Linked DNA regions of Rattus norvegicus: region 1 is linked to region 2. Evidence: chromatin contacts called from public Hi-C data. All regions are on one chromosome and are shown on one strand. Each heading gives the region's core, a stretch centred on a gene start, on an enhancer-like site or on the middle of the called end of the contact. The rest is flanking DNA. Distances are from core to core; before and after follow the strand shown.

Region 1 (5,404 bases), core at 859-3,358, 910 kb after region 2:
CACTGGCAAGGAAGCCTGGCCCAACTAGTGATAACTAGTGAATTCAGTGAGAAATTCTGTCTCAAAAGCAGGTGGAAAGCAAGTGAGGAAGATACTCGGTGTTGACCTGTGTCCTTCAGCATGCAACCTCATTCAGAAATAGAACAGTTTCGGCTATAATTACTGAAGATGAAGTAATAATGTGGAGGGTGGGTCCCCACTCTGATAGGATGGGTGACCTTATAGAAAAGAGAATGTGAACAGACATGCACATTGGGGGAAATGCCAACGGCTGGAGTCAGGTACTGAGATAATACAGCTAGAAGCCAAAGATTGACCGGGATTAGCAGCAGGGCCTCTCGAGCAAGGAGAATAGTACGGAGTGGATGTTGTCCCCACTGATTTGAGGGACACCTTAAACCTGGATTTCTAGCTTCCAGAACCTCAGAAGAATCAAATTTTCTTATAATCATATAGCTTGAGGTAATGTGATCAGCCTAGCCAGATGACAGATTCCCATTCCAGAGTTAAAGGTGTCTCCTCTAACCTTGGCCACATCAGCCTCTTAGGGCAGAAGACAGGAGCTACCTGGACTCCAACTGCTGCACCACCACAACCCGGAAGCCTCTTCTGAGGCTTCCTCCTGTCACCCCTCACTCCTCTTCCACCACTTCCTGAAAAGGTCAATGCCTCAACCTCTATGTCCAACGTTTTTCCATTACTATTGGTAACATTTTTGAATAACTAGTTTTTTTAATCATTTATAGGCCAAGTATCCTTCAAATAGCATCTAATTCAACATTCACAACCCCCTTGGAGGAAAGTGTTTTCTTCTCCATCTTACAGATGAGAAAACTGAGGTTTTCCAAGGTTAAGCAACTTGTTCAAGACCACACACAAAAGGTAAATGGCAGAACCAGAAATTAAACTAGTCTGTCAGTCCCGAGCACTGTCACTGTTGCCTCTTATTGCTTCTCTACAACCAACTCACTTGGCTTCCCCCTCTGAAGTCTTACCGAAGTGCACTACTTTTCCTCATCCCTGTCGAAACCATCCTGTGGACTCTTCCTCACAGCCATTTCTTCCTACAGCCCAGCTCTGAACTGTGGGTACCTCAAATTTCTGTCCAAAATGGAACTCCTTCCAAATACGCTTTGCCTCTGTTCTTCCCAGTCTAACATCCATGCATGGAAATTCTGTGCACTTCATCAACTTCGGCCTTTTGCCTTTTTACAGTCAGCTGTATTAATTTTACTCTAAGACATTTCTCTAGAGTTCCTTCTCCCTGATCTTCCTAACTCAGCAGTACTGAGGGTACTGGGCATCCCGTCCTCCCCTCACCCATCCCATAACTAACCCTCTCTAGGCCACTCATCTGCTCAGGTTGCTGAGCCCCAGGGCTTAGAAATCAGCTGCCTTGGAGACCTGAGTTTGGTCCCCAGAACCTTTGTGAAAAAAAGCATGGCGTGTGGGATGAGCTAGTACTCCTAATGCTTTGGAGGAAGAGACGGCAGGTCCCTGGGGCTTGTTGGCCAACTAGCCTAGCCTATTTGGTGAGCTCCAGACTAGTGAGAGATGCTGTCTCAAACTCCATAGTGGATGGCACCTGAGAAACGTCCAAAGGTTGTTCTCTAGCTCTCTCTCTCTCTCTCTCTCTCTCTCTCTCTCTCTCTTGTTCTCTCACTCTCTCTCTTGCTCACTTGCTTACTCTCGCTCTCTCTTGCTGGCTCGCTCTCTCTCCCTCGCTCTCTCCCTCACTCTCTCGCTCTCTCTCGCTCTCTTGCTCTCTCTTTCTCTCTCTCTCACACACACACACACATACACACATGCACACATACACACACACATGAGTGCACACACAAACACACACACACACACACACACACACACACGCATACACATTCACCACAGACACAAAGAATCCAGTTTAAACTCCTCGAACAGGCAAAGATCTGATGTCTGTGAAATAAAACGTCCAGAAGTTCTTCATGAACCCAGGCTTTCCTACTAATGTTTCAAGCTTTATTCAAATGTTTCTCTCCAAAGCTTTACCTCGGGGCTGAGTCAGTCATGGGTGTCTCTCCCTCCTCCGAACTTCCTACACATGGTGTCATGTGAGTCAATGTGGCTCTCTGCAGTGATTCAGCTGTTTGTCTGTGTGTCTTATAATCCCCATTAGCTGTGAGTTCCTGCTGGACTGTGATTCACCTTGGCATTTACCAAAGCACTTAACACAGACCCTGGTGTGGGGCATTTACCAAAGCACTTAACACAGACCCTGGTGTGGGGCATTTACCAAAGCACTTAACACAGACCCTGGTGTGGGGCAGCTACTTCTTACCAAAGCACTTAACACAGGCCCTAGTGTGGGGCAGCTACTTCTTAGCTACTTCTTAGTTTTTCTGTTTTGTTTTGTTTTGTTTTGTTTTGTTTTGTTTTGTTTTGAGTTTTGGACACAGGGTTTCTCTAGCTGTGCTGGAACTTGCTCTCCCAAATGCTAGGATTAAAGGCGTATGCCTCCTACCTGGCTCCTAGCTTAATTTTTAAGGACTCTACTGATATATTAGCCAATCTGACTGCCAAACTACTTAGAACTCACAGAAATCAGAGCAACTTTTGAAGTACATTCAAATAACCACAGACACCGGGTGACCTAGCTCACCCAGGTTCCTTGATGGACTCGGCGAAGGCTGTTGTGATACACTCTGGTGGGGAGCACTGTAGGCTGAGCCTCCTCACCAGCACCAAACTCCTTCTCTAGTTTCCCACCACACCCTGGGAAGTAAGAACATGCCATTATCCATCTCCATAGGCCAGGCTACAAGGTGCTAGGTGCAGGCTGAGCCTCTCCACCATGATAAAAAGTGGTAACTGGTGCCAAATTACTCGCTTGTCAGGCTCCATTAGTCTCTGTTGCTCAGGCTACTCCTATGCCCAGAGGGGCCACCATCAGGAGGCTCCAACGAGTCCCTGGAACCTGAGTTCAGGGGAAGTTCAAGATCATGTGAAAGAGAGAGGGAAAGTCCAAGGTCTTAAATCATGAGGATGCTAGGCAATTCTCACTAGTCCTTCATCCAGAGCATAGCCGGGGTGGGGTCTGGGAACAAGAAGCTATCTTATCCTTGTATATTTGAGCGTCCTGGGATAGGAAGAGTGCCATTCTCACGACTTCTGGATAACACCGAGAATAAACTAAAACAGAAGGTCAACAGATCAAATGCTGGAAGTTTGAATTTTTAATCAGATCTGGTTACTTCCCAATAAAGCAAGCAAGTCTAAAAACTAGCGGAAATCCATTCTCTCCACCACATACTTCCCAGTGATAGTTACAAGCATTAAATAGAGAGAGTAGGTATAGTTTGTTAGGGACGTGTGTGGGTGTGTGTGTGTGTGTGTGTCACATGGCAATTGTATATGGATGGGAGCCTAAGGCATGGGAGAAGAGACTGGAGATAGATTTGACCAGCAAAGGCCTTATATATAAACTATTGGACCTTTATCCTGCCCAGTGATAAACTATGGTTATTAGGAAACAAAGTTGCAGAAGAACCAGTAATATCCCAAGGTCACATAGCTTCTAAATGCCAGTCACTCTAAGATAACAGGGAAAGTAAGAGAATAGTCTGTTTTAAGGGAAATGAGATATTCATAGAGGCCCATGGGCAGCTGTTCATTCCTGGGTAATGAGACAAGAAGCTAATGTAGAAGCAAGCCGCCCTGGGAGCCATATTAAGTGATAGACTTTAATCTTGCCAATGACCGGGAACTTCTCAAACATTTTTAAGCAGGAAGTGTCACAACACAGTTGCGTTTTAAAAATGAGAATACGAACTAGAAGGGACAAAAATCAGAGGTAAAGAGAGGAGTTGGGAAACTGTAGATGTTACCACGAAAGTCATGACGACAACCCTGTGCCGCCCTCGTCTCTCTGATGAAGGAGAGAAAGCCTTGGAATACAGAGATTCTCCAGAAATACTCAGCAGATAAAAATCACCAGATCTTAGGCCACATAAGGCCTTCACTGACCTTATCATCAGTCTCTTCTCCCATGCATCTGGCTCCTACGAACAATTGTCATGTGAGTGGTACACTGGTGTTATATCAAACTATGCCATAATGCAAGAACAGATACAGGCCTCTCAGTCTGGAAAGATGATATCAAATAAGTAAGAAAATGGAAAGGTTTGTGTTGCTGACCACGGGAAGGTGGTGTAGCCAGGGTTTGGGCTTGGGTAGAACTGAGTGGTCTGGAAAGCTCTCTGAGGAGATGGCATTCGGACTTGCTGAGGCCGCGTGAGAGGCAGAAAGGAGTGGTCTCTCAGATTAGAGGAATCCAAAGCTTGCCAGGGCAGCCAGGACAAAACGGAGCAAAGAAGGAAGTAAGGTCAGAAAGAAGCTGTGGACAGATCATTTGTAGTTTGTAAAGAAGGTCAGGAAGCTAAATTTTATGGGTAGCTGGTGGGAGAAAGAAGTGACTTCATCTCATTTAAGTTGCTAAGCAATCACTATAGATGCTTCATGGGAAATATCAACATAGCATGGGTAAAAGCCAGGAGGAAGGTTTGTGGTGTTCCATCAAGAAAACGTAGGAGCTGAAGAGATGGCTCAGAGGCTAGATTCTTACTGCTCTTTCAGAGGACCCAAATTTAATTCCCAACACCCACATTAGATAGCTCACAAGCACCTGAAATTCTACACACACACACACACACAGAGAGAGAGAGAGAGAGAGAGAGAGAGAGAGAGAGAGAGATTAAAAAATGTATGTTAAAAAATTTTATTTAGTAGCTTTGAGATGAGGAGCAGATTGAAAAGCATTTTCCTAGGTAAATGCAGAGGGTAAGCCAGAAAAGAATCAAGTGTGACCGTGCTTGGAACTTGAGTAATGAGGATGGGGAAGATAGAGAAATCAAGAACTTTATTATAATGTCTCTTGTCATGCAAACCCAGGGCCTCAAGAGCTTCAAGGCACTGTGTCCAGATACTGATGAGAGAACTGAGTGGATTCTACAGGGTTTGGCTATTGTTATTACTCATGCAATCCTTGGCAATGGTCAACCAGGAGACGTGGTGCCAGCTAGGGCCTTCAAGCAGCAGCAGCAGTTCTGCAGATGCAGAACAAAGAGAAACAAGGCCAGGGCTCAGGGCTGCTAGATGACACTTAGTGGGCATATGCCACTTGTCATCTCACTATCTTCAAATAAGGAGACACACGCACACACATACATACACACATACACACACATACATACATACACACACACGCACACATACATACACACATACACACACACACACACACACACACACACATCAGCATTTACTCTTCCAACCTGCAGACCCCCCTGCAAGGACAAGGGTTCTGTGGCCACCTCGGGCACTGGAATATTTCCCTTGCTCCAGTTTCTGGTGCATGTCCCTTGAG
Region 2 (5,487 bases), core at 2,386-4,885:
GAGTTTAGACTCTACACCCACATTGAGGAGCTCAAGGCATAGCTTGTCAAACTTTTCAGGAGTAAGCTTATTTAGTATGCTGGAGAGAAAACACAAAGTATGACTTAACAAAGAATTTTTTGAGCTAAAAAAAAAAAAAAAAAAGCATTTAAATTGACTTTCCCTTTAATAGCCCCCTAAACAAGAAAATGTTCCCTTTCCCAACTTCTTTTGAGAATTCCATAGTGTATTTTTAAATCATATTCTTTCTGACCCCCAACTCTCTAAGTGTTCTTAAAAAAAAAAAAATCACTAAAAACACGAATTTATTCCTGAGCATAAGACTTTGCTTTGGAATGTGGTTGATAAATCAACTGACTCTCCATGTCAAGAAAAAAAAAGTCCTCACAGCAGCATGTAATTGTTAGTAGCTTCTTGGCTAGGAGTGAGGCTTTTGTCTGGCTTGAGCTTATGCAAATCGTGTGCATGGTAGTACAGAAAGAAGTGCTCATGTTTCATCCAGAGATGCTGGAATCACTTCTTAGTTACACATCTGAATGGTATTTGGGCTTTCCTGCTGTTTCACAAGAAACCTCTCTAAAAACTCAAGAGCACTAGGTCTTCATTATATGGAACTGACCATGAGTTAAGATGGCTACATTACCCATGTCACTGAGTTACACACAAGACCAACATGGAAATGCCAGCATAAGCTTGTAGGTCATAAACAAATAACCCTTGCTGTCAAATACCAATAGGCTACTCTTCTGTTTAAGGTTTCTTTAAAATACTGTTGAGACCAGAGTCCACTACAGTGTAACGGATGCCTAATGAATCCTGCCTGATGGATTTTTCAGCACACACTATAGAATACAGCTCACCCCTACCACGATCAGGGCAGACTGTGGCACTTACCCTCTTACTTTCCTGAAGATTGCATCATGTCGTTCTTTTTCATTTGCGGAGTTGTTTGCTGCGGAGTTGTCATCTCGTCTAGTGCTTCGTGCAGGAATCCATTTCTGAGCGTTTTGCCCTGGGGTTTTCCCCAGGAACTCGCTAGTTTAATAAAACACCAATGAAGTGGCTTACAATTAGGAAGAACACAGCATCCACTCACAACAATTGTCATACCTACCCTAAAACTCCTAACAGAAGGGAGAAAGAGCCACCAACCCAAAACCTTAGGCTTCACTTCTTCCCAACAACAAAACAATTCTGTAAATCTTTTCCAAACAGAATCATCCAGATGGCTTCTTAAAACAGACTGGGAAGCCCATTCCCAATTTCTGCTCGAGTAGGTTTGGGGTAGTACCTGAGAACTTCCATTTCTGAACACACACACACACACACACACACACACACACACACACACACACACACACACACTCTCTCCCAGGCAATGCCAAAACTGCTGGCCCAGGCACCAAACCTTGAGACTTAATACTAAAATAAAATGTTTAACAAGCAAATTCCACACAGACCACTTCACAAATACCCTATAGTAGGGACAGTAATTTTGGAATACCAGCAAACATAAACCAAGAGGATGAAAAGCAGTTTGAAATTATGAATCCACATCAAGATTACTGATGACTTCCCAAGAATTATCCTGTTAGGCATGGGGAAGTCTTTAATCAAACTGACAGTTTTAAAAGTTAACTGTCTTATAAGTTTTACCATACCTGTTGCCAGCAGTCTTGGGATAGTGCTGAGGTGCACCCCTACTTCCTCCTCCGCCCGAAGAAGCACTATTCAAAAGAAAATTTTTACTATACCAATTATGCCTCTCTTGAGAGGGACCCTATTTATATTTTAGAAATTGCACAACAAAGTGAACTTTGGCCTAAAAGAAAGTGAACCAGAGGCTAGAGTTGGCTCAGACGTTGAAAGCCTTTCAGTTCCTAACACCCACATGGCAGTTCACAACTTTTAACTCCTGTCCCAAGGGATCTGATGTACTCTTCTGACAGTGTACATAGAGGTGCAGACATTACATTCAGGCAAAATAACCCACCCCTGCTGTGTGCCTCCAGGTAATGTATTTACTCTTTAGAAAACAATTCTAGACGCACAGCACATTAAGTGGGATTTGGTAATGACTTTTAGGACTGGCCTTTGCAAACACCCCCTTCCCATGTGTCTACCCACACCAAAAACCATACCTGAAACGAGAAGCACCCCCTTCTGCAATCGCACTCTCCACTTTGGCGGCTTGACAACGAAGAATCTTCAAAAGAATAATATTAATGGATGGGGTGGGGAGGGGAGGGGATGGTAGAAATGAAAAGCCTGAAAAGAGAGAAAACACCAAAATTAGGTACAGCCATATAGAGTTATAAACTTTCGATTATAATTTATTTCAGCTTTCAGCACTGCAGCTGATTAAACTTTCACACTGCATTGCAGCCCTCAGAAGACTAAAACAGAACGAAGTCAAAAACCACAAATACACAGTAAAATCTTGTTTAGCCACGTGGATTCCCTTAGTATTCAAGGATGCAAAGAAGTTTTTGTAGAAAAAGGAAAAAAAATCTGGATACTGCCTAGGACGCAGCCATATTATGTATGAGGCCTTTAAAATTTAACAAAACGCTACCAACACTGGTGGTGCTATAGGGAAATGTCTGCTGTACTAATATGGGGGGCCGGGGTGGTGACAGGCCGGTCAGAAGTCTCATTACCCGGTGTTGGGCAGCCTTCTCCTTCGCTCGTCCTTATAACCCCTCTTTACATAGGGCGCGTGTGGAAAGCCGCCGGAAGACCGGGGCCACAACATGGCAGCAGGCACCTCCGCCCCACTCTGCGCGAACAAAAGAGCAGCGAGTTCCTCCCCCAGGCCCTGTCTGGCTCAGCTTCCGACCGGCGACTAGCGAGGGCCCAGGACTGGGCGGGAGGCGCCCCCTCCGGGCTGGCCCTTTGTTCTCCCGCAGGAAGGCCGCCTCCTGCCCACCCGTCGCCTCCACCATAAATCCCCCCGGCTGACAGCGCCTCGGCTGCCATGGCCTACAAAGGGACTGAGATTCGCTCTCCGCTTCGCCTGAGTGGGGCATCCCGCAATAGGGCCCACACACCTCCTCCCCGCCGGGAGGCCGGGCTCCGGACTCGTCCGCCTCGCTGGTCCCGCGCCAACGGCCGGGCCCTGCCGCGGGCCGCGTCCCTCCCGCCGAGGCGCGAGGCCTGCCACGCTCGCACGCTGTTCCCGGATCCCACGTCAGGATCCCGTCTGCGCCCGCCACTAGACCTCACGCCAGCCTAGCTCTTTGGTTGGCACGGGAAGGAGAGCAGAAGCCATAGATTTCTAAGTAGCCCAAAGGCAGAGGAAAGGCCGCCCCGCCCGGCTCCGCCTGCGGCCGCCATTTTGTTCCACTCGACAAGAAGCGGCCAGGGGCGGCGGCCATCTTAGAGGGCTCCGCTCGGCGGCGGCGGCGGCGACTCCACTCACCTTCACCGAGAACTCAGCAGCTGCTACCGCAGCTGCCTCCTCTGGATCCGGTCGTCGGGGACGGGGAAGGGAGGGGGAAGGGGAACGGAAAACAAAAAAGGGGGAGGGAAGGGGGAGGAAGGAGACGGGGACGGCTTGAAACTCAGCTCAGAGGAGTAGCTGCTGCAGCCACCACCTGGTACCCGCCGCCACCTCCATAGAGCTCCGGCTCGCTGCTGGCGCTGAGGCGTGTCTGAAGCCGAACTTATCACTCTGCGGCGGCCGACCCACCAGAGCCTCCCCGAGTGGCTCCTTCGCTATCCAATCAGCAGCCGGGCTTCCGTCCGCTACCAATCCGCGCAGGGCGGCGGGGAGGAGCCAGCGGGCAAGCTAGGTTGCGGCGCAGCCCCGCCGCAGTGCGCAAAGCCATATTCGCGAAGGCTCTGGGGCCAAGCCAGTGGCGTAAGGGCGGCGGGCTGGTGAGCTGCGGGACTCTTGCGTTGCGCCCGGAGTCCTGTGAGTGTGCGTCGCCCGGCCGCCTGGTCTTCCTGGGCCGGCGCTTTGTTCCGGAGTCCGAGTATCATGCTTGCCTAGAAGAGCCTCTCCGCCTCTCCTCCCTGACCCGCCCGGGCCTGGCGTCCCGAGAGCTCCGCATGGCCTCGCGGCCTGGCCTCTGTCAGGCGTCTGGGAGCTTTGCTGAAGTGCCCATCGATAGGAGAGCGTTCTGTTTGTTGGTCCTCCATCTGCAGAGTAACGAGAAAAGGATCAAAGGCAGGGCTTTGTACCCCAGGCTACAGGCAGCTTTTCCTCAGAATGCTTGGCCTACTGTCACCGAGCTTGACCCATAATATGCTAGGCTGGCTTGAGAAGGGTTTGCAGAGCGCGGGCATGTGGAAGATTTAAAATTGCAAACTCATTAAGTTTTTCCTTCATTTTTAACAGACGTTAAAGATGGGCAGCGCAGTGTTCATTTTACTTAAGGGCTATATAGGAAAATGAAGGATTTCAAACTATACTTCCAGGTGGTATTTTAAAAAGGTGGTATGTATTTCCAAAAATGAAGGTATGTGGGGTTGGGGATTTAGCTCAGTGGTTTAGCAAGCGCAAGGCCCTGGGTTCGGTCCCCAGCTCCGAAAAAAAAAAATAAGAAAAAAAAAATGAAGGTATGTAAACTAGAAACGCCCCTTCTCTGTTAAGCATGCATTTTTTTTTTTTTTTTTTATAAAATGGGTGACTAAACTAAAAGCACGTGTGTTTTTAACAGTCATGATTTAGAATTCATCCCCCAAGAGCTGGGCTTTCAAAGACCCAAATGTAATTTGACATGTCTTGGTGTTGAAAGACCTAGTCCTTAAATAGAATTTCCAGCAGAGAATTGTACTTTCCTTAAGTCGGATAAGAGTGGCTTTGAAGAGTTATAATTCTAGCATCCTTAGATCTTTGTCTTAGAATTAATGCTTTTAAATAAACTTTCACTTAAACTAAAAACTGTAAAAAGCATTTTTATTTGGGGGATTATTTAAGTGTAAAAAACATTTTTCAGGAAAGGGGCAATTTTTGAAATACAAGAGATTTCTCTTTGTATAACTTCTGTAAGGTTTTAAACTTGTAGAAATATATGATATTTTAGATTTTCACAAGTGGTTTACATTCCTTATGATACACTAAAGACATCTGTGTGATAGAAACAGTGGTCAAAAACGCCATACTCACTATACTAGTGTATGTCAAAGAATAGTCACTTGGTTCTAAAACATGATGTCCTAAATAAAAGGAACTAAAATATATCTTAATATATTTATATTATCCATATATATAATAGAAATAAAACAAAAACTAAAATATAAAGTCCTAAAATAAGGAACTTGAATTTAATTAAAAATTTTTTTAAAGGGACAGCAAGGTGGTACTGCTGGTAAAGGCACTTGCCAAGTCTCATGACTGAGCTCAATCTCAAGGTCCCACATGGAACAAAAAGAGAAGACATGAGCAAGCGTGAGCACGCGTACGCGCGCGCGCACACACACACACACACACATACACGTTAAAAAGGTCTTTTCAAGCTTTGTTAATTGCAAAACTCTGTT

Evidence for each region. Hi-C and Micro-C count contacts between places; a contact is called where the count stands out from the background.
Region 1: a contact with region 2 is called in a Hi-C map of the A7r5 cell line, with 4 times the contacts expected there. The contact joins the enhancer-like site here to the promoter of Eif4g2 in region 2. A contact is called at or near these places in 1 of 12 Hi-C or Micro-C datasets (the A7r5 cell line) and 1 of 1 datasets of contacts at active chromatin or transcription factors (oligodendrocytes).

Annotation. Positions count from the first base shown.
Region 1 is chr1:175,535,028-175,540,431 of GRCr8, forward strand. No RefSeq gene overlaps it. Among named protein-coding and RNA genes, the nearest start is that of Usp47, 49 kb to the right of the region's middle. Within about 2 kb of position 2,109, at least 3 of the 93 cell types and tissues checked have an H3K27ac peak or open chromatin away from gene starts, as enhancers often do. A contact at or near this core is called in the A7r5 cell line, where this site is marked.
Region 2 is chr1:174,624,617-174,630,103 of GRCr8, forward strand. It overlaps Eif4g2 (eukaryotic translation initiation factor 4, gamma 2), which reads right to left and starts at 3,636. Exons shown (of 22, transcript NM_001017374.2): 1 at 3,422-3,636; 2 at 2,142-2,268; 3 at 1,662-1,727; 4 at 895-1,035; 5 at 1-79. The coding sequence starts at 2,182.